Regions from separate parts of the Sus scrofa genome. Here region 1 is linked to region 2. Evidence: chromatin contacts called from public Hi-C data. All regions are on one chromosome and are shown on one strand. The core of a region is the stretch at or near the end of the contact, and the rest is flanking DNA. Distances in the headings are between cores, read along the strand shown.

What was found. Hi-C and Micro-C count contacts between places; a contact is called where the count stands out from the background.
Region 1: a contact with region 2 is called in a Hi-C map of retroperitoneal adipose tissue, with 2.2 times the contacts expected there. A contact is called at or near these places in 4 of 5 promoter capture datasets (fetal liver, fetal skeletal muscle and liver), 25 of 47 Hi-C or Micro-C datasets (adipocytes, alveolar macrophages, blood and 14 more) and 2 of 2 datasets of targeted methods (alveolar macrophages and skeletal muscle).

Annotation. Positions count from the first base shown.
Region 1 is chr5:88,184,341-88,189,318 of Sscrofa11.1, reverse strand. All of the region lies in intron 10 of FGD6 (FYVE, RhoGEF and PH domain-containing protein 6), which reads right to left. Among named protein-coding and RNA genes, the nearest start is that of NR2C1, 44 kb to the left of the region's middle.
Region 2 is chr5:88,103,463-88,108,073 of Sscrofa11.1, reverse strand. It overlaps VEZT (vezatin), which reads left to right and starts at 3,306. Exons shown (of 13, transcript XM_013998069.2): 1 at 3,306-3,473. The coding sequence starts at 3,438. It overlaps FGD6 (FYVE, RhoGEF and PH domain-containing protein 6), which reads right to left. Exons shown (of 23, transcript XM_013998063.2): 3 at 3,837-4,136. The coding sequence starts at 3,840.

The DNA of each region.
Region 1 (4,978 bases), core at 994-3,493, 82 kb before region 2:
AGTAATACTTAGAATATTTTTTAGAGTATTTTTTATAGGCACAAAAGATCCCTTCAAAGAATGTAAGTGGATCCTTATAAAATAAACCCTCAGAATAGTCTCCCTCAAACAAGTGACCAGAACAACATAAATTTCAGGAATTGAGAAGAGAAAGAGCCAGGAGGGACCCTGAGTGGTTGCGCATGGCCCCACAGAGCAGGGCCGTAAGCTCCAGAAGGGCAGGGGCCACACCGTGTTGTCAGCCAGTGTTTGCTGGTGCCCAGCTCAGGGCCAGCCCATATCCGTATGGGCCGAATGAGTAAGCAAGTGACTGATGAACGGAGGAGAGAATCTGGCCTTGAAGGACCAGTTTCAGGAAAGAGAAAGAGACGGAACGTACTTAGAGCAGAGGAAAAAAAGGTTTGCTCGGGGCTATGGTTATAAAGAACAGGTTTAACCTGTGGAGAAGTATGATTTTGTATTTTTCCAAAGTAGGATTTAATTTTTTAGCAGTTTGACATTCACAGGAAAACGGAGGGGAAAGGTATGGAGCGTGCCCACCCATCTCCAGCCCCCAAAGCCACGGAGCCTCCCCATCACCAACACCCCCCATCTGAGGGGAACACGGGCTACAAGAGAAGAACCTACGTGGACCCATCATAATGACCCCACAGCCACAGTTTCCATCGGGTTCATTCTCGGTGGGGTACCCTCTGTGGGTCTGGGCAAATGTGTGATGGCAGCTCTCCGTCACTGCGGTAGAATAAGCAAGGTGCCAGTTTTCCTAATTTCAGAATAAAAGCACGTCTGTAAAATGATGCAAAGGATATATACATACAGATATCCCTCGGTATCTGTGGGGCACGAGTGCCAGCGCTCCCCTCGGACACCAAATCTGTGGATGGTCAATGCCCTCAGATAAAGGGGCGTAGTCCCACCTGCCCTCTGTATCCGTGGGTTCGAATCTGCCAATACCTAAGGCCGACTGGAGGGCCCCAGCTCCTGGTTCTTGGCACAAAGCTCCCAAAATCTTTATAATTTTCTAAATGACAAGAGAACTAGGACCGTCTTTTATCCTAGTATCTGGTCTTTGACCCTGGTTCTTTTTTTTTTTTTTTTTTTTTTGGTCTTTTTAGGGCTGCACTTGTGGTATATATAGGTTCCCAGGCTAGGGGTCCAATCGGAGCTGTAGCCGCCGGCCTACACCACAGCCACAGCAACGTGGGATCCAAGCTGAGTCTGCAACCTACACCACAGCTCATGGCAACGCCAGATCCTTAACCCACTGAGTGAGGCCTGGGATCGAACCTGTGTCCTCCCGGATACCAGTCAGATTCGTTTCCGTTGAGCCACAGTGGGAACTCCTGGTCTTTGACCTTAGTTCTGACACAAAGCTCCCTTGGAATTTCCCAGGTGACAGCAGTGTCTTTGGTCATGATGGGAAGACTCCTGGTGAGCTCCTAGATGGGGACTGGTCATCAGAAGGACCAAGCCGTGCTTAAAAACAGAACACTTTCAGCCCTTCTCAAAGGGAGGGAAGAGGGGTTAAAGTGCAGCTAATGATGGATCGTGCCCCTGTGACGAAGCCTCCATAAAACTCCCAGACTACCTGGTTTGGTGAGCTTCCAGGGTGCTGGCGTGCCCAGAGAGGGAGTTCCAGCCCACACAGCTTGCCCTTGCATCTCTTTCTGGATGTTCACCTGTATGCTCACCACATCCTTTTTGTGTATGCGTGTGCCTTTTGGGGGATGCACCTGCGGCATATGGAGGTTCCCAGGCTGGGGGAGGGGGAATTGGGAGCTGTAGTTGCCAGCCTACGCCACAGCCACAGTAATGCCAGATCTGAGCCATGTCTGTGACCACAGCTCATAGCAACTCACTGAGCAAGTCCAGGGATCAAACCTGCACCCTCATGGATAGAGTCAGATTCGTTTCCACTGAGCCAGGACAGGAACTCCACCACATCCTTTTATTTAAAGTTTGTTTTTTTTTTTTTTTTTTTTTTTGGCTGTGCCCACAGCATGCAAAAGTTCCTGAGCCAGGGACTGAACCCATGCCACAGCAGGGACAATGCAGAATCTTTAACTCGCTGAGCTGCCAGGAAACTCCATATCCTTTTACGATAAACCAGTAAATGTAAATAGCTATTTCCCTGAGTCCTGTGAGCCAATCTAGCAAATTTTCAAACCCCAAAAGAAAGTCATGGGAACCCAGATTTACAGCTGGTGGGACAGAAATATAGGTTAGAGCCCAGGACTGTGACAGCAATGGCCCCTGAAGTTTGGGAGGGTCAGTCCAGCGGGGCTGAGCCCATGGTCTCCAGCAGCAGACGATGTCAGAATTGAATTAAATTACAGAACAGCTAGCTGGTGCTGAAGAGAATCGACTGGTGCAGGAAAAATCCTGTAGGCGCGGGGTCAGAAGTGCTGAGTGTGGCAGTGGGAGAGCAAAGGGGAAACGCGGGAGGAGTTGTTTTTCCTTCCTTGGAAGGGGAGTGGTAAGGGCAGCGGGACCAGTAGGCAGCTATTGCCGCAACTTGGCGTTTAGAAAGGCCTGGCAGGGAGCCTAACGAGGGAAATGGAAAGAGCAGGAAGCAGAGGCAGAGGAAAACCTGTCAGCAGATCCTACAATGGAGGAAGGATGAGAAAAGGCAAGTATTTCAGTCCTTTCCACCGTTCTGCTTCTGCGTAACTGGAAGAGCCTTCTACTCTTAAAAGCAATTCATCGATCCATTCATCCATCAAAAGTTCACTGGCACCACGGCGCAGGGGGTCTCAGCCTCATATAAAAGAGTGTATTTATTTCCCTGAGGCTTTCACTTTACTGAGTTCCTGTTACACAGAATCTATGCAGGCACCGAGTTTGGATAAAAAAAGATGGTCTCTGCCCTGAAGAGATGAGGAGGAAGGAAATAAGCAGCGCTAAAAAATTAATGCTGCTCCTACAGCAGCATCTGCTTTTTGGTTTTTGGTTTTCTTTTTTAGGGTCACACTGGCGACATATGAAGGCTTCCAGGCTAGGGGTCGAATTGGAGCTTCGGCTGTCAGCCTACACCACAGCCACAGCAAGGCGGATCTGAGCCACCCCTATGACTTACACTGCAGCTCATGGCAACACTGGATCTTTAACCCACTGAGAGAGGCCAGGGATTGAACCCGCATCCTCTGGATAGTAGTCAGGTGCATGACTGCTGAGCCACAACAAGAACTCCTGTGTGTTTTTTAAAATTAAGTAAATCACTTAATTTTACTACTTTTAAAAAAACTTCCAATCATAAGCATTTCATTACACAACATATACATTTTCTTTGATCTTATTATTATTTTTTTCTCTTTTGGCTGCCTCGAGGCATATGAAGTTCCCAGGCCAGGGATCAGATCCAATCGGCAGCTTCGTCCTACGAGCTGCAGCAACCCCAGATCCGTAACCCACTGTGCAGGGCCAGGGATTGAACCTGCATCCCAGTTCTTCAGACTTCGCCAATCCTCTTGCGCCACAGCGGGAATTCTATTTGATCTTATTTTGAGTTGAGCTTAAAAAAATTACCAAAAGTTCAGTTGGAAATTTTTTTTTCAGTTGGAAATTTTTTATGACAATGAAGGAAGAGATAGCCTAAGTAAAACATCCAATAAAAACCCAAATTATGTCCTGAAGAGAACATTGCAAGACAACAGGATGGGTGTTGGAAGAGCAGGAGCAGGACTGCTGGACCTGGGGATGGCCACACACCTTTCCCTAAAAGCATCCCAGAGAAACGATCTGACCTCATCTGTAGTCACCCCTGCATTGCTCAGCCTTCCTTTCCCAGGAAACCACGGTGGGCGCACATCTCCTAAACTGAGTCCGAGGGAATCTTCCCTTTCTCTGCCTGAAACTCACTAATAAATCAAACAGTCTCACTCCTGCTCCCTGCTCCTGTATATTCTGGGCCCCTGGAATTATTCCAAATTCTAAAGGGGAAAAAAAGTACTTCCCTCACAAGGTAGTTTGGAGGGTGAAATCACTGAGTTTGTGCATCCAATGATGAGGATCCCGTTAACTCACATGTTGGAAAAGATGCAGACGTGAAAGACTTTAAACCCAACTTCGAAAAAGGTAAGTGCCCAGACAAAGGCACTTTGATAACCAAAGTAAAAATATTTTGCAAAATAGAGAGCAATCAGACCACTACAAAAAGGAAGGAGCTCCCGCCGTGGCTCAGTGGTTAACAAACCCGACTAGCATCCATGAGGATGTGGGTCTGATCCCTGGCCTCACTCAGCAGGTTAAGGATCTGGCGTTGCCATGAGCTGTGGTGTAGGTTGCAGAGGCGGCTTGGATCCAGCGTTGCTGTGGCTGTGGGGTAGGCCGGCGGCTACAGCTCTGATTCAGCCTCTAACCTGGGAACCTCCATATGCCGCTGGAGCGGCCCTTAAAGACAAAAACAAAAAACAAAAAAACAAAAAACAAAAGGAAGTATTGGAAAATTAGAATTTTAAATAAAACTATGGGTAAAACAAACTGTTGGTATTCACCCCCATATGTCCTTAGGACTACATACAATCATAGGCGCTTTAGCTGTACCATATGCATTGCCCAGGGCAAAAACATCTTACCTCTCTGCAGAAGAGAAGATACCCCAAATTCTCTCTCTCAACGTTGTCCTTTAGGCTAAAAATATTTTGGTTAGGGAGAATTTTTTCTTTTTTCTTTTTTAGGATTACACCTGCAGCATGTGGAAATTCCCAGGCTAGGGGCTGAATCAGAGCTGTAGCTGCTGGCCTATGCCACAGCTCATGGCCACACCAGATCCTTAACCCACTAAGCGAAGCCAGGAATCGAACCCATGTCCTCATGGATACTACTCTGGTTTGTTGCCACTGAGCCACAATAGGAACTCCAGTGGGAGGTTTTAAGTGTAGCTTAAAACCAATCAACATTAATTCCAGAACAGCTTCCAAGGCATCCCAAACTGACCCAGATATACTGGGATGCATAACATTATTAATTGCGAATGACA
Region 2 (4,611 bases), core at 2,057-4,556:
TTAGATTCTCTAGCCTCTTTGCCCTGTGTGATTTCTCCCCAGCGGATCTCTCTCTGCCTTCACCACTTGGAAGGCAAGCTCCAGGAGGGCAGGCACGTTGTCTCTCTGCTGTAGCCCCAATGCTGCAAATAGGGCCTGAGAAGGGCAGAGCTACCACATGCACAGACTGTTTAATACATCTCAGTAACTCGCTATCTCTTAAAAAAAAAAAAAAAAATATATATATATATATATATAGCCATTTAAACGTAGCATAATATTTTAAAAAGTTTGCAGGAATCAACTTCAACAGGATTACTAAGTTCTTAATTTATTAGAAGGAACAAGTGTTCAAGTAAGTCACTAGTTCAGCAATATTTGAATTCATTATTATTATTGCCAAAGAAACACAACTCAAAAAATAACAAGCCATTATATTTCGGTCTGCTCCAATGTCAAACTCTTGAAATAAGTGCATGATGTTTGGAAATGAATCTAGCACCTTTGGATCTTAATACTGTATCAACAGTCAGACCCCAAGGTTTTTTGAGCACAGCAGCAAATCTTTTATTTACACAGCTGTTTGGCTCTGGGGGACGGGGGAATAAGGTAAGAAGTAAAGCACTAGTGCCATTTTACTAACAATTGCAAACATACTTGTCATCTGTGACACACATATGGCTACAGTCCACGTGCACACCTTCTTAGCTACTGGACTCGCCAAAAAGCAAAGCACAGGCATTACTGAGACCTGCACACGTCCAAAAAGATACGAAATACCTTGTTCGTATACTGATTAGAATAATTCGAAAATCTCTACCGTGGACCTCCTCTTTCATAGATGCAGAAAAACAAAGCGAGCTCTTCTTTAGGATGCATAGAAACTAAGCCAACCCTTTCACATTCCACAGATTAGATGTGAGGTCAATAAACACCCCCTCCCCCCAATGCAAATATCTTTCCCTAAGTTTGAATGAATTTGAATATTGTTCTAAAGAGCATCATAAATACCTAAAGAATGATGACCACTTAATAAGAGGAGGATGGAATGAAAAGCCCAGTTCCTTTCTACATTCTCCATTTAGGCATGAGACAAAATTATAATAAATCTTAACAGATGAGGGAACAAAAAGTCCTTAATGCTTCTCAGCAAGCCATGCTAAAAAGCAACTAACTCAGCTCCACACCGGAAGTATCCCTCTTTTAAAACACCACAAAAATGTTTGCGGAGTTCTTTAATTGTAAAGATGATACAATATAAAAATTGCCTGCATTATTCTGGGGCAATTCCAAAGACAGAACGATAAAATTCCAGATTGAAACTTAGATCAGGTTTACATACTTATATGTTAAATTAAATGCTTCTGTTCATTATAAACGGTTAGGACTGGAATTGAAAATTGGCAGATAGAAGGTGTTTTAAATGTATTTGATACTACAGAGTTAAAATTGGCTGCAAGGATTTTAAAATTCCAACCACTTTAAAGTTAGACATTCATTAATAAAACTTAAAAGTGAGGCACAGAAATTGAGGATGAAAATAATTCACCTCAAGTGAGTAGAAAGCCTCCCTTTGGTAAGGAAGAGATTTTATAAAGAACAATTTGCAGCATATGACATACCTCCTACACATACATACAGCATCATAAAAGATCCACAGCGTGTTTCTCAGGACCACTTCACTGCTTGCTTTCTAATTCTTATTGACTATGCTTGCCTCCTTAGCTGTAATCTGACTACACCTAGCAGTACAACACTCCAACATATCTAGGCTTTAGAAATAATACAAATCAGAACATTTAGAGTGCTATTTGACAGTTTCAAGTTGCAGGAATTTAAAACAAATGCCAAGAAAAGCTAAGACAATTTAATCTGAGACCTAAGTGCTGATCTAGAATCAACTCTGCCAGGGAGCTTTACACTATTTTACTATAAAATGTCTAATGAAAGTTTATTTCTTACAACGTGGGCAAAAACGTTATAAAAAACCTTAGTGCCAAATACACTAAGTTCTGGTTTAAAAATTAATCTATGCTCTTCTAAAGTTAATTTCACACCACTTTAGTAATTGTTTTGGAAAATAAGAACTGTTCCTTAAGAATGTTCAAAAATACAATGTCCCAAATTCTCCAGTCCACACAAAGGTACAAGCTTTACCATTTGGGTGAAGGGAAAGAACTACGGCAGACAGAAAACAAGGCTTTGTTTACACTAACCAGGTATAAATAGGAAAAAAAATCCACTAAAAATTGGGTGAAGTTGAACAAAATCCTTGGGATCGCCAATGCTACCCCTCTGCTTCTCAGGTAATTGGCGGAAAACCAGCAGGACAGGAGTAACAGTATCTAAACCTCTTTACTGAATAAGGGTTAGGGTTTCCAGTCGATACTAGGGTTAAAGCGACTTAGCCCAGTCGCCGAGTTCAACACTCCGGGAACACTGCCCTTTCCTAGAATAACTGATTTCTTAACATGGGAATCTAAACTATTTTCACACGCAACGGCAAAGTCGCTCAAATTTTAGGAGGGAAAAGTCAACATCCTCTTTGAATGTCACACTTACGTTTCACCTGGCGCTAAGAGCACCCGACATGGATCTTCCTTTAAAAGGAGGTCCCAAAAGAAACGATTTCCAGAGCCCCTCTTGGCAGGAAGGGACGAAAAAAACCCCGCAGCAAACACTTCTGCTCCGCACTTGCCACAGTCCTCGGGAAAGGTAGAGGGCACACCGCCACCCACCCCAGAGGAGAAAGGTGCTCCAAGCCCAAGACCTGCAGCGCTCGTACTAACTTTCCAGCCGTAGCGCGAGCGCCGTCACTTACCCGCGGCAGAAGTCATGATTCCCCGGTGCAGCTCGCTTCCCCGCTCGCCCCCTTCAATCCCCGCTCCCCTTACAGTCCATTGTTTCGAGAGTTTGGGCAGAAGAGAAAAGCCGCCGTAGAGCCCACATGCCGTCCCGCGGCCCCGCGGCGCAACTTGAGCGCCGCACAAAGGATGCGGCCGCCTCCGGGGACCCGGCAGCGCTCCCGGACGCGAGCCGCAGGCTACGGGCGGGCGGGCACCAGCGCCGCCCAGCCGAGCTCCGGGAAGACGGCCAGGCGCGGGCACGAGCGGCGCTCAGCGAGGTTTGGCGGGCGCGCGCCCTTCTAAACTCCAAGGGAAAAAAAAAAAATCAGAGCTCCAAGCGCCCCCTGTTAGTCGTGGCCGTAAAAGGCGGACAAAAGTCTCAGCCTCGTCCAATGAGAGAGCCCCGAGCTTCATCCCGCTCCCGCCCCTCCCGCCCACACGCTGAAGCTCTGCTCCAATGAGCCGGCCAGAAAAGGGGGCGTGAGCTGCGAAACCTGCTGGGAGTTGTAGTTTACTGGACACCGGCGACAGGGCGCAGCAGACGCCTGGGTGCAGCCTGTTCTCCCGCCTTCATTTCCCATCGTGCTGAGGCTGGTGGCATGGCGGAGAAGGATGACACCGGATTTTGACGAAGAGGTGGTTTTTGAGGTAAGGAGAAAATGGCGGTGGGTGTGAACTGCCTTTGTTTGGGAAGGACGAGGGAGAAGGCAAGAAGGCCAGGCGAGGGACGATCCTGAGGCGAGGGATTGGGTGACACTCCAGCCGGCCTCTGTCCCCGAATCCCGGCAATTTCCGGGCCTAGCGTTGGCCGCTGCCTGACAGGTGTAGCCGGAGGCACTCTCGCCGCGTCCTGCCTCTGCCTCAGGCCCTCCCAGAATTCCCAGCCCGACCGAGGGGCTAGAGCCCCGCCGGTACCTTCCCCGGGAATTGGATGCGCTGCACCGGGCGCGCGCGGGGCGGGGGTCCGCGCCTGGTTGGGGCGGAGCCCAGTCGTGCGTTTTGGATACTCACCCATACAATTTATCCTCCCCGTTTCTCGTCCTCAGTTTTTTTGGGGGTCAGTATCCAGAAGTGCCGCAGATCACCATTCACGGTCGAGGCGTGGCCCTGGAATGAAGGCTGCAGGTGCTAGTTTTCTAAAGTAGTTGGAAATCTGTGTGTGGGACCTCCTGTGGATGATTAGAGCCGGGGCTTCTCAGCATCTAATTCTTTTGTCCTATTGCTATTACGCTAGGTGTAGCCAGTTCTTCTGATTCGAGGCTCCAGTGTGAGTGCTTTTGTGTGGGATTATTTTAAGACGTCCTCTGCCATCTTGAATGAAAAGGAAAGGAAAAAAAAAAAAAAAACAGGCTAATGTTTTTGATGCCATTTCTATATCAGACACAGGTGAAAACTCGCACCCCTGTAATAAAGCATATATGTATGCTTTATAAAGTCCATTCATCCAACTGGATTTTAAGAAATTTAAGAAAAGAGACATCTCGTTCCGTACAGTTAGAGAGCTAGGCAATAAACATTATGGAATGGGAAATGTTGAAATATATCCAAACTGTCGTTGGAGGATTGATTTGGAACCCCGCCCCGGTCTGTTCTTGTGGCCTTGGAGAAGCTACACCCAGTAAATGGATATCGGAGGTGAATCTTGGACTATGAATCTGTTTAGAAAGATGGAAGGGAGAAAATGCATTATAGGGAAAGAACGGTATGCCAAGATTGGGAGGTGTGGAAATATCTGGTGTAAAGGGACGTGAGTGGTAAGTGTCGCGCTGTAAAGTGGTTCCACTAC